3 separate regions of the Mus musculus genome follow, and regions 1 and 2 are each linked to region 3. The links are chromatin contacts, called in public Hi-C maps. All regions are on one chromosome and are shown on one strand. The core of a region is the stretch at or near the end of the contact, and the rest is flanking DNA. Distances in the headings are between cores, read along the strand shown.

Region 1 (2,900 bases), core at 144-2,643, 530 kb before region 3:
AGGGTTGAACTTGGGGTTCAGGAAAGCACATCCATTCGCGATGGCCTCCAGGGGAGCTGGGCCTTCATAAGGGAATCCGAGCCCAACGAACAGCTGTAAGACAGGAAAAGACATCACATGGAGATACCAGTCAGACTGCCTCTCAGCTCCTGCGGTCTGTTTCTGTGGCTGCCTCTGATGTTTTGCAGGGGTCTTAGATCTCCAGGTGGGTGACTTGCGACAAAGAGAAGGGGCGTATACCAGGATATGCAGAATAACATGTGCAAGGGCCTGCAAAGGAACTTGCCTTGTTCCCATCTCCTTTTCTGATGTGAAAAAAAAAATGTCAGGGACTGAGGGGCAGGGAGGGCAAGAGTGTAAATCAAAACCAACAATAAAACCCAGGACCCAACAATCCTCTTTCTGTCACTCAGCAGGCGACATAACTAGAAAAACACTTGCTTAACTAAACAGAAGGTTTCTTCACTCAAGCAGGGAACAACAGGCTCTTTCAGGGACTCTGGGGGCCAGGAACAGAAAGGTCACTTGGCGGTTTGATTACAGTTCAAATGAAACTGCTTTCGACCTTGGGAGGTCAGTAAACATGGGTTTTATGATAGCGTTCTCACTGGGGACACCACTAGCTGGCTGGTTTTGCTTTTTCTTCTGTGGGAGCAGAGGTTTCAAACTGCAATTTCCCAGTTTCCCTCCCAAGCTAGCAAAACCTCAAGTTTCCCTAGATGGACGGTAGATGGCAGCAGAAACAAGCTAACGGTCCTTAGAAAGCCCACAGTGGCCCGAAGCTGCTGGGACAAAGGGATGCTCAGGCAAGGGTCTGTAAGGTGCACAAAATGCAAGTCTCTGTGCATACCAGGTACAGGGGACAGTGTGCTGTGAGTGGCAGTCACCAGGCAGGGTCCAATCCTGGCTCTCTATGCCCACACGCAGAAGCCAAGTCTTAAACACACCAAGTGACAAGGGGACATGGGTGTCTCGTGCCTGGTGGGTGTGAGGTAGGGTGGCAAATGCTGAGGTTCCTTGCTCTCTCGTGTTCAGAAAGACCCAGGTCATTTCCACCAAGTAATGTAGCCATTCAGGCTGGAATGAAGATATTTTAGAGATAAAGAGACATTAGTGCCCCTCCCTTTGGCAACCAGACATAGAAACCAGGAGCCCCACGGAACTGGGATTTCCCCTGAGTCTCACACTGGGAGAAGAGTTGTCTGGTGCTGGCCTGGCAGGGGTGGTAGTGGTGGGAACACTGCTTGTCCTCGCTGTGTCAGAACTCCAAAGATGAACTTGGGAGGCACTAGACCTCTTTCTTTGTTTCTCTCCCCAGTGTGGCTACAATGTAACTCTCTTTGCTCTTCACTGCCATTGACCTCTTTTGTTGACCCATTGAGGAAACATGGCTGAGCCTGCCGTGCATGTTAGGGCTGCCAGGGCCCAGACCTGACCCTAACAGCTGCGGACACAGGACTGCATCAGGCACTCTGGCTCTTTTCGACTCTAAGAAGAAGGTGCTAGGCAAGACAGGCAGGGTCTTGGCAGGTTTAAGGAGAGATGCTGGAGCCCAGAGTGTTTCTCCACCTCTGAGCATTGTGTCTGCCAAGGAGTGCTGATAGCCTCCTTAACCCTACACTGTCATAAACAACCCTGGGAGAGATGGGAGCAGCACATGCCTTAGCCATTCCAACAGAGAATCCTGGTGGGCCATGTGATCTCCTTTTAGATCAACCAATCTGAATCTACTAAATAAAGGATGAGCGGCTATTGCTTGATGAACTCAAATGTGACCTAAGTTTAATTATATCTGAATAATAATTTGCACCAACTCCTAGGCCCTCCTGGCCCAGAGTATCTCAGTACACATAAACACTTGAGGGGGCTGGGGAGACAGCACAGTGGGCAAAGAAGTGCTTGCTGTGCAAGCATCAGCAACCTGAACTCAGATCCCCAGAGCCCGACAGAGCTGGATGCAGGAGCATGTATGTGCAATCCCAGGCTCCTACAGTGTGATGGGAGAATCCTTTGGAGCCTGAAGGCTAGCTTGTTGGGCATACGCAATGGTGAACAGTAGCCACCCCATTTCAAACAAGATTGGGGAGGAGAATGAAGACCTGAAGTTTTTGTCTGATGTTCACATGCACAGTGTGGCATTCATGTAGCTGCTTTCATATATGCGAACACACACACACATATGCATACATACATGCAGCACTAAACACTTTGCAACAGCTCCCCAAGCCTCAATCACCATCTGTCAAGGACTCTTAAGCAAACGCCACACCATTTCTTAGCAATGAGTTTTCTTGTCACACTAGTTAAGGTGACATGCACTGACGTATGTCCTTGAAACACTGAAATAACAGTTTTCTATCAGCTGTCAGTAAGCAATTTTCCCTTAGTTCCTATGTACTCATTACCTGTGACAGCACAATGGAGCACATGTATGAAGGTCGCATAGCATCTCTAAGAGTTGAATAAGCGCAGCCTAGGTAGAGAGAACTCAGCATCTCCACTCAGAAGCTTCTGCCCACAGACAGTCTTTCACACACCTCACCATGTCCCCTTGCCCTTTCTCTTGATCCATCACTGTGCCTACTTGCAGCACTTCCTCCCTCCCTTCCTTCCCCGACCTCTGTCTCTTGTCTCCTTTCTTTCTGAGGAGCCCATATTTATTTCCACTATACCCCTATAAATTTCTTTACCACAGAAGAGAGAAATGCAAGACAAGAAAGCAACCAGGCCTGGGGAGAGAGCCTGGTGGGCAACACTACTTGTTCCTGAGTTTGAATCCTCATCACTCAGGTAAAACTCTGGGTGTGGTCACATGCTCCTGCAACTCCAGTACTGTGTGGGTGGGGACAGGACACTGCTGGGGCTTGCTGGTCTCCGGCTGAGCTCCAGGTTCCTCACGG
Region 2 (3,008 bases), core at 233-2,732, 850 kb after region 3:
CCTACTACAGGAAAGATGGAGGATTCCTGGGGTTCAGTGGCTAGCTAACCTAGCCTACTTGAGTTCCAGGCCAGTGACAGATGCTGTTTGGGAAAAAAACAAAACAAAACAACAGAACAATACAAATAAACAAAGCAAACCAACCACAAGGTATATGAAAACTGAGAAATGACACTTAAGGTTGTATTCTGGTACACACACACACACTTCTCATTCAGAGGTAATTCTGTGTGGAATAGCAAGTAACTCTGTCTGAAAATTCCCGGATTTTAGTTCCTGCTTTGACTGCTTTCAGTAATGAGCCAGGAGCCGGAATTATAAGACCAATAAACCCTTTCTACCCAAAAGTTTTTTTGTTTTTGTTTTTGTTTTTTGTTTTTTTGTTTTTGTTTTTTATTTTTTGGACTGGGTATTTGTCACAGAAACAGAAATGAATGGAAATGAAACATATTCATGTATATCCATACCAACATGCCCAAACATACGTGCACTTATACACAAATGTGAATTCTATGTTAATTTATGTATTATGTATTCAATTATGGTAATTACTTGTTGAGGTCATTCTACCCCATGTTAGTAAACAGAACTTACTTCCCTGGATCCTTACTTCCGAGTTTCACTGAAGTGGGAGGCGGTGGCCCAGAGAGATAGCTCCTTCACCTTTGCCAATCTACTTCGCATTCATTGTTTTCTGCCTAAAGAGCCTCCTGCCTGCTAGACCATCATTTCTAATGTTCACCTTTATCCCTTTTCCAAGGCCTGTAGAAGAGTGCATATTGCAATAGCTTTCAGCAAATCAACCAATTAAAAGCCATTTAAGGGTCTGTTTGTGCTTGCCAATATGCTTACACTTTGGACAAATTGAATTAAATATATTCGGTTTGGTGTCCTAATAATCTGTTGCAGACAACAGCACTGTGGACATAATAGATGGGTCCCCAAATAAGGATGGGAATCTAATAATCTTGTAACATGATCAAAATACTTGCCCTTTAAATGTGCTTATGCTCAGGAATAATACAATCAGAGGATATTATATTTCAGCTTTCAAGATCAAACAGTCTACTCCACCCAGTGTTATGAACACTTACATCAATACTTGTCTCATGCAAGGTCACAGAAGGTATTCGGAACAGAGTGGTGACCAAGGTCTGGTCTAGATTGCCAGTGTCTACTTTCTGTGCTGTGTCACAGGGTAGTATCCTGGTTAGCTTTAACTGTCAATTTGACATAAAGAGCAGTTATCCAGGGAGATAAACTCAATTAGGAATTGTTTAGAATCATCTTTGCCTGTGGTCATGTCTAGTTTGGGGGGGGGGGTTGTCTTGATTGTTAATTGATATAGAAAGACCCAGCCCACTCTGGGTAGCACCATCCCCCAGGCAGGTGATCCTAACTCTATAAGAAAGCTAACTGAGCATTAGCCTGCTTGCCTGCTTGCCTGCTTGCCTGCTGGCCAGTAGGTAGTGTCTTCCCTGGTTCCTGCCATATTTTTGGAGTGTGAAGTGAGTTCCTCAATCAGAAGTAATTCTGTGTAGAGTAGCAAGTAGGCCTGTCTGAAGATTCCAGCCTTTATTCCCCGCCTTGGCTTCCTTCAGGAATGAACTGTGACCTGGAATTATAAGACAAATAAACCCTGTTTCCGCAAAAGTTACTGTTTAGACGGGGACTTTGTCACATGAACAAAAATGAAACTAGATTTAGTAACAAATTTGATACGTTTTATAATAAAGAATAAATAATTTGTCATGAAAAGTATGCTTTGGACCTAATGGGTACCTTTGGGAAGCAGTTTAAATGCAGAGAGCAGAGTGCATACAAAGAACTCAGCGGAGGCTCAGACTTGACTGTGTGGAGAAGAAGAAGGTTACAGAGTGGCTGCATTCAGGAGCCTGCCATCAGCACAGTGAGATGAGTGACCTAGTACCTGCTGGTGAGATTCCTTAGACTGCATTTTCATCTGAACTGTGAAGCAGAGGGAAGGGGTTCAAAACAACCCCCAGCACCACGACCAGACGCCGGCAGTGTACACTGCAGTCCCCCTACTCCTTCCTGGAAGTACCCTTCCTGGGTTTCCTGGGAACAGGGAGGGAGGGAGGGCAGGTGACCTGGCTGCATGGCAAGGTTGTCTTTCTGAAACTGCATCTTAAAGAAAGCAAGCATCAGGCCCCAAAACACACTGTATCAATCGATTGCTTTTCACTGTTGAATTTTGTAGGACTTCATGGGGTTTTGTGTTTGTGGGTACTCTGCAGAGATGTTTAGCTCTAAATATATCCTTGTGGAGTTTTGCACTGTGCCTTAGAGGAAATGTTTCCTTAAAACTGAGTGTAGGCGATAGCTGGAATTGTGTGTGTCAGAAATGCCCCCAAGTTAAACTGCTGCTTAGGGTGGTTATGCGAAGCTTGGACTGACTAATAGAGTTCTTTGAGCAGCAGGTGTGCTCCTCCATACAGAGAAAATTTTCTTGCTACTTCTGGATATTTGGGGAACCCCTAAAGTTTGTCTGTGGGTTTCCTTAGATATGAAACTGTTCCTAGACTAATATTGCAGCCATTCGAGTGATCTGAAACACCACTGACCTACGTCATTCATACACATCACACTGAAAATGATTTCATCTAATATACTTCCGCTCAACCCTGGTTTTGTAAATTAAACAAAAAGGAAGAGTCCTGGAATGCTTACCTCTGTAAATTCAAATCGCAAGTTCTTCTGAAAGAGAGAATGGTTTTCAGCCTGTGCTTCAATCTTCTGATTGTTTCCCCCTCTGGGAACAGCTAAACATCCAGGAAAGGCGGATAAAGATCGTGTCACTGGGATCAGATTGCACAATAGGTGTGTATTTATGTTGTGAAGATAATCAGAATTGCAAAGTAGACCCCAGTGTGTGTTCTCCGAGATGAAATGCATACAGATGTTTTCTGATAAGTTTTCTTCATATTTCACTGTGTGCTGTTTGACGCCAGGCAAAGCAGTCATGGAGATCCTTGGATTAATGTAGA
Region 3 (3,171 bases), core at 450-2,949:
GGCTGATGAGGTGACAAGTCCGGTTGTAATAGAATATGTGAGTGTGGGCAGAAAACTCACACAGAGGGAAGTGTGGCTTTTTGTAGGGGAAGGGTCATATAGAATCCACTTTTAAAAGAGGAGCTTTTAAAATAATTAAGCAAAAGAAAGTGTCATGCAAGGAGAGAGCATGACCAAGGGATGATAGGCATGTAAAGGACACATAGGCACATGGGAAAGAGCTAGGAACCCTGAAGTAGAGCGTCAAGGACAGAGAGGTCAGAGTCTTCATTCTCAGGGGTATGGTGCTATTTGGAAAAGCCAGGGGCTGACAGACACCCTGCCCTTGCTCTCCTTCCTCACTCCTGCTAGCCACACCAAACTGGCAGTAAGGAGAATACCCAGCCCACACTACAGAAACCAGTCTTCAGACCAGGGAAGAAGGAGCTATGACAGGAAGGAGATGGAGGTGGCCAGCTAGAGACATAGCCAGGCAGAGGTCAGGACAGGAAGCCAAGACAAAGGACAGTTCAGTTACCAGATGGAACTCATTCCAGAACGTGGGTCTGCTGTTAGACAGGCCTCCTTGGAAAGCACTGAAAAGGGTGTTTCAGGGAAAATCAGTTTCATCTGTATGCATGTTAATGGCTGCTCTTTGAGCTGATTACCGTAGATGTAACTGAGTAGTCTCAAGAAATAGAGAGTAGCCAAGTGTTAAATAGGTTCTCAGAGGGCACTTTATCTTAAACGTTGTGCTTAGAGCACCCGGGGATGCTGCCACTGGGTCATTTGATCAAAAGCTCAAATAAAAAAAGAGAGTGGATTGTGCCCATGCCGTGGGCACAGATCAGACCCATGCCAAGGCTCCCTAGACTTCAGCTCTCCACAGTGGTACCAAGCCCCTCCCCCATATCCTCAAGCATATGACTGTTTTATTAGGCAGTGAGTGCAGCCGACAGTCTACTGAATGCATGACAGTTATCATCCTGAATCTCCTTGAGGGACTCTGAGCTCAGGACAGTATGAGAAGCCACAGCCAGCTAGTGGGGGGGAGTGATGCTAGCAAGGGGCTGTGCTTTTATGTCCTGGCTCTTCTTCTGATGATGCCAGACTTCACAGTGTTTCTGCAAAGTGGGCTTCTCTCCTCTCTCTCTCTCTCTCTCTCTCTCTCTCTCTCTCTCTCTCTCTCTCTCTCTCTCTCCCTCTCTCCCTCTCTCCCCTCTCTCCCCCTCTCCCCCTCTCTCCCTCTCTCCCTCTCTCCCTCTCCCCTCTCTCCCTCTCTCCCTCTCTCCCTCTCTCCCTCTCTCCCTCTCTCCCTCTCTCCCTCCCCCTCTCCCCCTTTCTGTTGCACATGTAAGCATGTGCATGTGGAAGTCAGAGGTCAATCCGAGCTATTTCTCAAGTACCATTCACCTTGCTGTTATGAGACAGGATCTCTTGTTGTTTGGCTTGGAGCTCACCAAGTAGGCTAGGTTGGATATGCCTATTTCCTTTTCTCCAGTTCTAGGATAACAGGCACATGCCATCATGCCTGATATTTTCGTATGACATTCCTGGTATGGAATTTGGATTCTCAGGCTTGCAAAGCAGGTACTTCACCAACTGTGCCATCTCCTGAGCCACGTTCTTCATTAGTCACGTAAGGTCTGGCTCTGTATCTCAGGCTCAGCTTGAATTCTGGGCTCTCCCTCCTTAGCAGCGGCATTTCAGTGTGAGCAATTGTCAGAGCTGCTTCTGTTTGTCTAGGTGAGCTGCAGATCAGGGTTGAAGCTACTAATTCTGGGCTCCTGCTCCACCCACTGCTGCAGCTAGATGGCGCTGCATCCATAGTTTTAGGCATGCGGTCATGGGTTTTTGGAGCATAGCTCACAAAACACACAGAAAGGAAGTTTCTTCCTGGGATTTCTTGGTGTGAAAAGCTACCTCCCAGGATTAAATTCGAGACTTATAGGAGCTGTGGGTGCATGGCACAATTTAAACATTCCTGTGTTTTCTTAATTCCCAGTAAGATGATTAGGCTGCAAGCAGAAATGTGATGAAATTCCACCAAAAAAAAAAAAAAAAAAAAAAAAGAGAGAGAGAGAGAGAGAGAGTGCAGATGTTGTGTCAGCAATCCCCCCTCCTCCTTTCTCCTGTCTTTCAATCCTGAAATGTAATCTTGCCACCTGGGCAAATGGAAATAGTATTTTATTTATTTTATTTATTTTAAAAACCTGGTGAGTAACATCTCCGGGACTATGCGGATGTCCAAATAGCTGAGAGGAAGTGAACAAGTCCAGATGCTTTATCTTCTTGGATACAGAGGTTTAACTCAGAAAGGGCACCCGTGGCCTGTGAAACAGTGCAGCGTATCTGTTAAAACGGTTTTACATATAGACGTGGGGCTGGGAAGATGGCTCAGTGGGGAAGGGGGCTTGCTGTCAAGCCAGAGGAACTGACGGATCTAAATCCAATCCCGAGACCCTACGTAGGTGCTGGAAAGAGAACTGATTTTCCCAAGCTATGTTTGACCCCCATCTGAGAGCCAAGCATGTGTGTGCCCCCCCTCCAATAACTAAATGAACGAACGTTCTTTTAGGAGAAGAACACACTGAATACATTGAGATATACAACTAATGTCTGCTAGCACACGTTTTAAAAATAAGATACACAGTTAAGATATACACGTTGTTTTTATATTTATGCTATAGATTTTGCAATTTTCAATGATAACCAGATAACACTGTGCTTAAAGGGTCAGACTATAATGAGAAAATTTGAGGAGGGAGGGGAGTAGAAAAGAATGAATATGAAACGCAAGAGAGCCTCCGAATGAATGACGCTTTGGAGCAGAGAAACGAGAAGGCCGATGGGTTTGGAATGTCCTGCACTTGAGATCTTGCAGTGTTAAACGAGACAGAAGGCAGCACCCACACAGGCGTTTGGTAACACGTAGGAGGCTAACGTCAAACTAACTTAAAGCCCAGTGCAGCAAGCCCGTGGCTGGTCGGCTGGGTGTTGTCTCAATTAAAAAGATTTCAAGTTCCATAAAAAGAGCCAAGGCAGGTTTTGGTGATGCCTATGCAGATAACATTTGGCGGAACTTTGGTGTGGGGAGAGATGTGGTCCCTCCACACAGCGGCGATGAAGGGAAGAGCAGAGACAATAGTATTTCCTCCTCAATGTTGTAGGTAGGTAGATTCTGCCGTGAAT

What was found. A called contact is a pair of places that touch in the nucleus more often than the background predicts.
Region 1: a contact with region 3 is called in a Hi-C map of the N1E-115 cell line, with 6 times the contacts expected there. The contact joins two enhancer-like sites. A contact is called at or near these places in 21 of 484 Hi-C or Micro-C datasets (B cells, CD4 T cells, CD8 T cells and 12 more) and 3 of 115 datasets of contacts at active chromatin or transcription factors (astrocytes, double positive thymocytes and large pre-B cells).
Region 2: a Hi-C map of the N1E-115 cell line shows a contact between it and region 3, with 14 times the contacts expected there. The contact joins two enhancer-like sites. A contact is called at or near these places in 1 of 484 Hi-C or Micro-C datasets (the N1E-115 cell line) and 2 of 115 datasets of contacts at active chromatin or transcription factors (astrocytes and stem cell-derived neural progenitor cells).

What each region holds. Positions count from the first base shown.
Region 1 is chr1:127,457,029-127,459,928 of GRCm38.p6, reverse strand. Mgat5 (mannoside acetylglucosaminyltransferase 5) reads right to left here. Exons shown (of 18, transcript NM_145128.3): 14 at 1-93. All of the region lies in intron 2 of Gm41947 (a long non-coding RNA gene), which reads left to right. Among named protein-coding and RNA genes, the nearest start is that of Gm51746, 21 kb to the right of the region's middle. Within about 2 kb of position 1,393, at least 44 of the 459 cell types and tissues checked have an H3K27ac peak or open chromatin away from gene starts, as enhancers often do. A contact at or near this core is called in the N1E-115 cell line, where this site is marked.
Region 2 is chr1:126,083,590-126,086,597 of GRCm38.p6, reverse strand. The region is part of intron 10 of Nckap5 (NCK-associated protein 5); the gene reads left to right. It overlaps Gm35562 (a long non-coding RNA gene), which reads right to left. Exons shown (of 4, transcript XR_003948708.1): 3 at 2,692-3,008; 4 at 1-1,615. Among named protein-coding and RNA genes, the nearest start is that of Gm35562, 39 kb to the right of the region's middle. Within about 2 kb of position 1,482, at least 2 of the 459 cell types and tissues checked have an H3K27ac peak or open chromatin away from gene starts, as enhancers often do. A contact at or near this core is called in the N1E-115 cell line, where this site is marked.
Region 3 is chr1:126,930,544-126,933,714 of GRCm38.p6, reverse strand. No RefSeq gene overlaps it. Among named protein-coding and RNA genes, the nearest start is that of Gm41945, 92 kb to the left of the region's middle. Within about 2 kb of position 1,699, at least 12 of the 459 cell types and tissues checked have an H3K27ac peak or open chromatin away from gene starts, as enhancers often do. A contact at or near this core is called in the N1E-115 cell line, where this site is marked.